Regions from separate parts of the Muntiacus reevesi genome. Here region 2 is linked to region 1. The links are chromatin contacts, called in public Hi-C maps. All regions are on one chromosome and are shown on one strand. The core of a region is the stretch at or near the end of the contact, and the rest is flanking DNA. Distances in the headings are between cores, read along the strand shown.

Region 1 (5,180 bases), core at 817-3,316:
CTCAGGCGGTGGGTGTCAGTGAAGCTTCCAATCCTGGCCGGAGGGCCGCAGGGCCCCCTCTGATTTCACACCCGGCCGGCGGGGGCGGCCAGTTAAAGCCACCCCGTGGGCTATGGCAACATTTCCGCCAATGTGTTTCCTGTTGGTCTATCTCGAAAAACCCTTTGCTTCCTCCTGCGTAGTCCCGAGGAAACCCAGGGCGCGCTCTGTGAAAACGTTTGCCCCCAGGCTCGCCGGGCCGAGGGTCTCCCTCCGGCCCCAGCAGGCGAACAGAGCCACAACGGGCCTGCAGCATCAGACCTTCGAGGATGGAATAAAAAACACAGTAACTTAAAACAAAACACACACACACACACACACACAAATATAATTCCCCCGAAAGTCTCTAGAGCAATGAGAAAGGAAGGTGGAGAACTGAAAGAGGGGCCACACCATAATACTGATGACACTAAAAAGTTAATTAATTAAAATGTCAGTTATCTCCAGGGTGCCTACATAGGCTGCCAATAGCATAGAGTAGACTTAAAAGCCTGGTGGGCCAAGGCAAGGAGTCGCGTTTTCTGCACCGGAGGCTTCAGAAGCCCGGAGGCCCCAAGGGCCACGGGGCGCGGATCACAGGTGGCTCATTTCTTAGGCCGCGCACTGGGGACAAGTCCCGCAAACTTCGTTCGGCCAACGTGTCCGCGCTGCCCTCCCTACTCCAAAGACGGGTGGGTCAGTCAGTCCGTCTGTCCGTCGGTCTGCAGGTCTGCGCTAAACGCTTTGAAAGCGGGCAATTTTTTTTTTTTTTTGCGAGATTTTGCTTACGTCAGGATTCAGACTGGTGCAAAACAGCCTCAAAAAAAAAAAAAAAAAGGAAGCAACTGGTTATTTTAGCTGCCATAAAGTCACATCCCACACAGAGGAAATGAACAATATCAGAAAAACGGATCCCGGCTATCAGAAGTCGAGTGTTTCCTGAATTTGTCTGTATTGAGGATGTCGATAAAATAATCAGCAGCGTGCACTACTCCGGGGGAAGGGTCTGCTTCATGCAGCCAGGAAAACACTTAACAGCTTCTGAAACCAGATTTACTCCTATCGAGAACTCAAGATTTCCTGTATGAACGGAAAGGGTCAGGCTCTTTCACTGCACAAGCTTGTTGAACCAGGTCCAGTCCCGTAACCACCCGGAGCCCGACAGCTATCCCTGCCCCTCAGGGGCGGCCCGGGACACTTTGGTACTGCCTTCCCGGTCCCTCCAACTAAGGGAGCCTCCCAACCCCCGGGAGACAAGCGCCCCCAGTGCTCCTTTGGCCGCCGGCCCCCGCGGCAGCGCCGGCGGTCTGGCCCTGGCCCGCGCGCCCCGACGCCTGCAAGGTGCAGGAAAGCTAATCTGAGTCATGGTGCGGTCAGTCTGGGCTGCGCGCCGCCGGGGCCCGCGCCTCCGGTCCCTCGCGCGCGCCCGGCAGCCGCTTTTCAATCGCTTTTACCTCAACTTTCTATTGCCTCCCCCTCCGCCCCCGCCGCCTCCAGGGCGCTGCCACCTGCCGGGTGGCGCCTTCCTCACCGCCGTCCCGGCTCGGCCCCGCCATGACCCCGGCCGCCTTACCCAGGGGGTCGTGGCGGAGCAGGGCGTGCGTGTAGTCGTTCACCGACCGCGGGAAGGGGTACAGAGGGCCCCCGAAGCCGCCGGGTCCGTAGGCGGCGGCCAGCGCGGCGGCGGAGTGGTGCGAGAAGGCGGGGTGGATCGGCGTGGGCTCGTACACCGGGGCCCGGTAGGAGGACACGAGGCTGGTGAAGGAGGAGTTGGGGGACGGCAGCGTGGGCGTGGGGGTGGGCGCGGCGGGCCCGCGACCCAGGATGTCCTCGATGTAGAACGGCGTCGGGTGCGCTGGCTGCAGCAGCGGCGTGGGCGCGTACAGAGGCACCCCCACGGCGCCCGCCGCCGTCGCCGGCCCGGGGTGCGGGTACTGCATGGCTGCGCCGCGCTCCGGCCCCTCGGAGAGCTGCCGGCCCGCGCCGCGGCGCTACATTTATCCGCGCTCCGCGCTCCCGGCGATAGGCTCCGCCGGCCGCGGGGTGGGGCCGCGCTCTCTGGCCCCTTCCTGCCGCCGGGCCCTGCGGCCAATGGCGCGGAGCCCCGGGAGCCGCCTCCCGCCCCCACCCTTGGCCCGCCCCCGCCGGCCGAGCTCTCCGCCCCCGGGACGCGCTCGCCTGCTCGCCGCCTCTGCGCACCCGGCGCCCCGGTGTCCAGCTGCCGCAGATGCTCGGGGCTCCACGCACCCTGGCCCGGGACGCCCTCGTCGGAAGCCCAGGGCCGCGTCCGTCGAGGGAGGCGCGAGGCCAGCAGCTGCCTGCAAGGCGGACTCAAGCGGCCCTAGCTTCGGCAGGGAAGCATCTCCGCCGAAGCTCGAGGGCACTGGCCTAGGCACCGGTCCGCGGTGGCGGCAGCCGGCCCGAGCAAGGGGCTGCTGGACTCGGGCCCAGCAGGCGTGGAGGCCACTGGTCCGGGCCGCGCCTTCGCCGGCCTGAAAGCACCCTCCCTTGTCGGCGCACTCCCTGGAGTAACGGTAGCACTGGCTGTGGCCCCGGGCGTCTTTGGAGTGCTCGTAGCGGGAGAGTGCCCTGGGTTCCTGGGGGAGCTCCAGAGAGAGAGAGAACCACGGCCCTTGCCTGCGTCCCTGTGGGTAAGGACGAGTAGACTTCAGGTGCTCCGGACTCAGGCCTCTCTAGCCCGTGTCATTCGGGGGCCCCGGGGACTCAACAGCTTCCCCGGGGACGCTGGTAGAAGTCTCTTCGGGTAGGAATCAAGGGAAGGCCGGGGTCCTACGGCGCCTGGCAGGAGCTGTGCTGTCTTCTCTGACCCCGTGCGGGCTGCTCCATGTCCGCTGTCCCCGGGTCCTGGGGGTCGCAGCTGCGCGCAGTCCCGCTTTCCCGTTTTGCACGTGTTTTCTATTGAAGCGGCGACGCTACCCGGTGTGGCCTCGGCTCTGCGCAGCTCCACTCGCCTGCGGGGCAAGGGGGCATTTTCTTGATTGACGCCCTCCCGCGGTTGTCACACCTCGCGGTGAGCGGTTTCTGCTAAGGTCCTCCGTCAGTCGTGGAATTGGAAAAAAAAAAAAAAAAAAAAAAAACTTCCCGGCTTTTTCTATTAAGAGTTTTTATTTACATCTTGGGATTATTTCTCCAACTGCAGCGGGACAGCACTAGGAGAGTGGGCTGGAAGCCGGATGGCTTGAGTTCGAGTTTGAGTCCAACTTTTGTGAGCAACTGCTGTGTGCCAGCAATGAACAGCACAGATGTGGTTCCAGTCCTCGCAGTGGCAGGAAACAAATTTTAACACATTGACTTATGTCTGCGCTAGGAGGGAGAAGTGGAGAAGTGCGCGATGACCCGCAAGCTTGTAAGAGGACATCTCCTCCTCGGGGGAGGGAGATGAATTACGGAAGGGAAAGGGTTCCCCAAGGAAGTGATGTTTGAAAAGTGAGTAGGTGTCAAGGAACCTGGAGAGGAACTAACATTTCAAGTCCAGAGAATATAGCATTTGAGTGTCCTCAGGACAGCTTTTCAAGTCACCTTTCCTGAGTTTTTCTTATCTGAAACATTTAGCATATAGCCTAAAGGTTTCTAATCTTTTGGGATCCTAGGCATCTTTCAAAATCTGATGACAGACAGGAGCTACAAGATGATAAAGTGATAATACAAAGTGATAATATGCTATCATTTCAGTTAAAACGTTGACAGAAGGTAAGAATATTTATCTACACCTTTGCTCTATTATGGAAACTGTCTCTAGAAGGATACACAAAAACCTAGTAACATTGGCTGTCTATGAAGAGAAAGGTAGGGTTGGAGGGAGAATGTATTGTACGCTTTGTGACAGTTTGGAATTGGAGAATTGAACCCTGTAGATGTATATAAGTAGGTCCTTGAAGGAGTGGCTGATTCTAGGTTGGGGCAGGAAAATACAAGGTGAGCTCCAGGCATCTTGTACCAAAAACCACAGAAAGAAAACAGGAACCAGCTTAAAGGGTCTTCCATTGGCCAGACTTGGGGTCATTTAAGCATCAAAACTATAGATGGATTAAAAGAGTTTATAGTATCACTGCCTATAGTGATACTCAAAGAGAGACAGAAAGGGATGATAGATGGTAAAACTGGAAGAATGCTAGCTAACAAGTGATAAAAATCAGAAAATGTAATAATTCGTTCAACAATCACTGGACACCAAAACCATCAAGGGAAACATTGTTAAGGATGAGGATTTTCACAAGGTCTCATAGTGTCACCCCAGATTGATTGAATTCTGGATTTTTTTAAGCTATAAAAGACATTTAGGAGGATAATGGGCAAAAACTGAATAGGAATTGTATGTTAGATGACATCATTAGTGTTCACTGTTTTAGATGGGGTAATGGTATTGCAGGTGAAATATCCTTATTCTGGATAAGGATACTGGGGTGTGAAGAGTCATGAAACCTGCAAGTTACTTTCAAATTGATACACAAACATATATACATATATATATATATGTAAAGATAGAGATGAACCAAATTAAAAAATTATTCATTTGTGAATTTAAGTGAAGAGCACACAGATGTTCATTGTACTAGTTTCAGCTTCCCTGTAAGTTTGACCTTTTTGAATATAAAAACTTTTTAAAAGTATGAATTTATGTTTAAAAATGAAAACACTCTCAAGTCTTTTTAAAAGGTAAAATCATTTGAATTATTTGTTAAATCTGCATACAGGATTAGGTAGTGCATCCTCCTGGAAGCCATCTGTGGCCGGCCATTTGCAAATCTTTGGTCTCTCTGGGGTCTGGTTTGACGTTGTGTGCCCCACTCCACCCCACCCCACCCCACTCCCAAGTCATAATTCTCCTCACACGGTGATGGAGAGTTCAGGCAGGTGCTGGGAAGACTGTGACATGAGGGGTATGTTCTTCTGTACCAAGGACAGAGATGGGATTTGGGGACAAAAAAAGAACAATGGTTATGTTTAAGGACTTCAGAAGTTATATTTGAGCCTTCAAAGACTGGGACCTCAGGAAACTAACCAGGTGACTGTGATTATTATTTTGTCACAAAAATTTTCTCCCTCATCTTTGTTTTGCGCCTTTTTCCTTCCCCTTCTACCTAGCACATAATTGAGATTATTACTGCAATTCATTTAATGCCCTTACAGTAAATCACTAG
Region 2 (4,551 bases), core at 1,678-4,177, 140 kb before region 1:
ACAAAATCCACATGATCATCTCAATAAATGCAGAAAAAGCATCCAAAAAATTCAACACTCCTTCATAGTAAAAACACTCAACAAACTAGAAGGGAATAACCTCAACCTGAAAAACAGCATCTATGAAATTCCCACTGCAGTATACAGAGAATGCGAGTTGTTTCACAACTTCACCAACACGTGGTACGGTCAGTCTTTTTAATCTTTATTTTTCACTTTTATTTTTATTTTTGGCTGCACTTAGAGGCTTGCAGGGTCTAAGTTCCCTGACCAGGGACTGAATCTGGCTCAGCAGTGAAAGCACACAGTCCTAACCACCAGACTACCAGGGGATTCCCTACTTTTTTTTTTTTTTTTTTTTAACTTCTTAAAACATTTAAATTTTCCCATAATGAGTTTTTTTAAACTTTAGATTAGCATTTCACTCAGTGAAACCTCAGGAAAAAAAACAGCATTGGCTTAAACTCTGTTCAAGAGAAAGGACTGCTAGCAGTGCCTTAAACATATGTGTGCAGGGCCTGCTTGCAAATGAGAGATGACAAGTGTATATATAGAGTAAGTATGAGTCAGTGTAGTTCACTAAAGAAAAGAGTGTGGGTTTCAACAAAGTGAGTAGGTGGTAACAAACGTCACCAGCAAACCAGAACGATAACACCACCAACACATATATTCTATTTGTGTTACAAAAATCTCTCAGTGTACAGTTGACCCTGAAACAATGAGGGGATCAGGGTCAAGGACCTTTCATGCAGTGAAAAATCCACATATAACTTATTGTCCATACAATGGGTTCTTCTATACCCCAAGTTCCGCATTTCCAGATGCAACCAACTACGGATCGTGCAGTATCACAATACGTATGTATGTATTTTTTCTCTTTGGCCGAGCCACGAGGCTTTCCGGATCTTAGTTCCCCCTACCTGGGGTCAACTGGGCCCCCAACTCCTACCCCAGCAGTCCCCACAGTTGTTGTTATTTAATCGCTAAGTTGTGTCTGACTTTTGTGACCCCATAGACTGTAGCCCGCCAGGCTCCTCTGTCCATGGATTTCCCAAGCAAGAATCCTGGAGTGTGCTCTCATTTCCTTCTGGGGGATCATTTAGACCCAGGATCTTCCTCAACCTGAGTCTCCTGCGTCTCCTGCATTGGCAGGCATATTCTTTACCACTGTATTTACAATCAAAAAATTACAGGTATAAGTGAATCCACACAGTTCAGATCCATATTGTTCAAGAGTCAACTGTAGTTCAAATTTTTATTCTAAGTTAATTTCACCTGCTCTCAAAGATCCTGCCTAGTACATTTTCTCAAGAAGAAGCACCTCCTTCCTAATCAATACTATTTTCAAAAATGGACTATTGTAATAACTATACCACACACTATACTCTTTCAGTTTCACCATGCAGTGAGGAAAACAAAGCTTCCTTTAAATGTATTAGTTCAACTTTCATTAGCAAATGCAGTCTTATGAAAAGTGTTGTATAGAAAAATTAAGGAAATGCACTAATCATACTTATATCATAGAGGGAACTTCATGTGACAAAAATGTATCAGGTGCCTACCACATGCTTAGGCACACAGCAGTGAACAAATCGGCAAGGTCTTCAAATTCCTGGGCTTTCTAGGTGTCTAAACACGTACCCCCTCCCCTGTCTACAAATAAAGAATCGAGGTCCAGAGAAATTAAATGATTTTTGCCCATGACCGCACACTTCATCAGTGGTAAGACTAGTGTAAACCAAGAATCCAATTCTACCTACTCTAAGGGCAAGGTGGATTTACACCATAACTGGTTTCACTTTGTACTACAACCACAGATCCACATAATAATGACAAAAGCACCGTGAGTTCCAAGTTCCCTAAGTGAATAATAATTTCATTATTATCACACCGAAAAATGAAGCCTTATACTTAAAGGGCACTCATTTTTGAAGAAAGTGGCTAACATTCTAATGGATCATTAGAGTGTCTGGATTTACTAGGGCAACAGATACTCAGTCTGGAATATTCATTGTTCTTATACTATTTTTAAACGGTGGAGATTCTTTTTAAAATAAACGGGGAAATGCATGCAAAATTAAACATTCGTAAATAAATAAAAGCTTCCCAGACTCCAGAGAGGCTGGCCGGGCGAGCGCACGGTCACGATCAGTCACACCAGCGCGTTCCTGAGCGTCAGCTCCTCCCCTCCCGCCCACGCTGCCTCCTCGCCCACTCTGGCGGCGCGGGAGTAGAGAGAATGGTGCCGGCGACTCCCGCTCAATTTCAATTCTCCCACGCCCGCAGCAGCCCAGCGCGCCAGCGTTTCCACCTGCGCGCGAGTCAGCACCTCAGTCCCTCCGTCTGCCGGCACTTCACCTTCGTCCCCGGCACGCCCGAGGCGGAGCCGCCCTCAGCCCCGGAACGTCGCGCGAGCCGGGAAGCCCCAGGCGCGTTCTCGAGACCCCAGGCCCGGACTGGGGCAGGGCGGGGCGTCGAAAACGGGGCGGTGCCTCGACTCCCGGGGTCACAGGCACCGTGGCAGCCACACCCTCCAGCTGCGCAGTGACAGCTCCCGCGGCTGAGGCGGGCCGCGCGGACAGGTGCAGTCGCCCGAGACGCCCCGCCCCGGTCCCGGCTCAGGTCCCGGCCCGCTGCGCCTCGGCCCCCGCCCGGCCGCCCGCCTCCTCGCGCACCACCTGTCGGGCCGCTTCGCGCGCGGCCGACGGCGGAAGACCCGCCCGCTTCCTGACCAGCGGCCGGAGGGGGCAGCCAGAGATCCCGAGAGGATGAGAGCTTTACCGGAGGGTGGGCCCCACGCAGGCGGTGTCTGTGCTCTGGATCTCCTGCAAGATCCGCTCGTGCTCTGGGATGGTGCCCGGACCTTCGCCGCTCTCCGCCATCTTGGCTGGAAGCTGAGGAGCCGGCGAGGCGCGGCGCCGCGCGGACCGCGGGGGCGAGCAACCTGTGCCGCGAGCGCGAGGAGGCGGGGGGAAATGGGCGGGGCGAGCGGGGAAAGGGGCGGGGCGGACGGCACTGGGGCGCGTGGAAGGCCGCGCACGGGCGCGCGACCGGGTCACTGCCCCCACCCCTACAGGAGGCCCAGGTGCTGCCGGCCGCTGTGCGGAGTGGAAACCTGTCACCTCCAACTCTCGCCCGGCACTGGCCCCTAGTTACTGTCTAGTAATTGACCCTGATTTAAACGCATAGATCCCTGTATTCTGTGTGCAGACCCTGTACTAGCGCTTGGGATTCTTTCGTAATGAGGGATGTCGACAATAAAGGCTACGGGAATGTTTAACGAGGAGGCATGGGTGGTGGAGAGTCAGAGAAAGGAAAACTCAAGAAAAGCAAAATGATGTGTGGGAATAAGATTTAGGAATGAACCAAGAAGAACCCAGCTGGCGAAAAAGGACGACCGCTCTGAGTGGATTCCTGTTCCTGCCTGCGGGAAGTTCACAGAGGCCAGTCTACTTGGAAATAAATTATAAGCGCCAGAAACAGTAAATGACGTAAAACGAAGACATTTTATAGCAAAGATACAAGAGAGACCCAGTGCAGTGTGTGATTTCATGCCAAAGTCCTTGAACCCAAGTGCCCCCAAGTTGCTGTGGCTGGGATGAGGTGGGGAAGCCCTTGAGAGAAGTGGGCTTCAGAGAGATGGGAAGGACAAGCAGGTGCTTGGAAGAGTCTTGTTTATGAGACTGCTGAGTAAACCAGTTTGTCGTGATCAAATCAGCGACTGAGGAAGATAAATCAGAAAGAGAGTACATAACCTAGCCCTGAGAGACGACTATTTTCTGGTCTCCATTAATCCATGGCCCAGCATGTCTCTTTGAGTCAACCAAGCTCTTTGTAATACAGCTGTGTAACTCACTCCAGTGAGCTTTTTCTTGAAGCTTTTACTACTTCCATCCTTCTCCCACAAAAATCCCGCCTAACAGTTAAAAGCATGACTTCTGAAGACGGGTGTGCTCAATTTAATCCCCTAGTCTTTCACTCGACAGCTGGGTGACATTGTGTCAGAACCTAGTCCCTTTATAGTTAAGTTTCTCCATCTGAAAATGACCATGGTAGTGTCTACCTCATTTTGCTGTCCTATGTTGTGTTAGCTTTCTATGACTGCTGTAACAAATTATCACAAACTTAGCTTAAAACAATTCAAATTTATTGTAGTTCTGAAAGCTAGAAGTCCAATACAGGTCTCACTGGGCTAAAAATAAGGTGTCACCACAACAGTGTTCTTTCCAGAGGCACTAGGGGAAAATTTATTTCCTTATGTATTTCAGCTTCCAGGGGCCACCCACATTCTTTGGCTTAAGGCCCCCTTCCTCAGTCTTTCCAGTCAGAAATTTTGCATCTCTCTGACCATTTTTCTGTAGTCGTATTTCCCTCTGACTCTGACCTAGGCCAGAAAAGATTTTCTGCTTTTAAGGACCCATGGCATTAGGTTTGACACAACTATAATTCTGGAGAATCTTCTAGCTCAAGGTCTTAACATTAGTCATACCTGCAATATCCCTTTTGTCATGTAAGGTAATATATTTACAGATTCTAAGGATTAGATTGAGG

Evidence for each region. A called contact is a pair of places that touch in the nucleus more often than the background predicts.
Region 2: a contact with region 1 is called in a Hi-C map of muscle, with 4 times the contacts expected there. The contact joins the promoter of EXOC6 here to the promoter of HHEX in region 1. A contact is called at or near these places in 2 of 3 Hi-C or Micro-C datasets (blood and muscle).

The regions. Positions count from the first base shown.
Region 1 is chr2:136,695,767-136,700,946 of mMunRee1.1, reverse strand. It overlaps HHEX (hematopoietically expressed homeobox), which reads right to left and starts at 2,066. Exons shown (of 4, transcript XM_065920007.1): 1 at 1,592-2,066. The coding sequence starts at 1,958.
Region 2 is chr2:136,838,128-136,842,678 of mMunRee1.1, reverse strand. EXOC6 (exocyst complex component 6) reads right to left here and starts at 2,927. Exons shown (of 22, transcript XM_065922922.1): 1 at 2,782-2,927. The coding sequence starts at 2,882.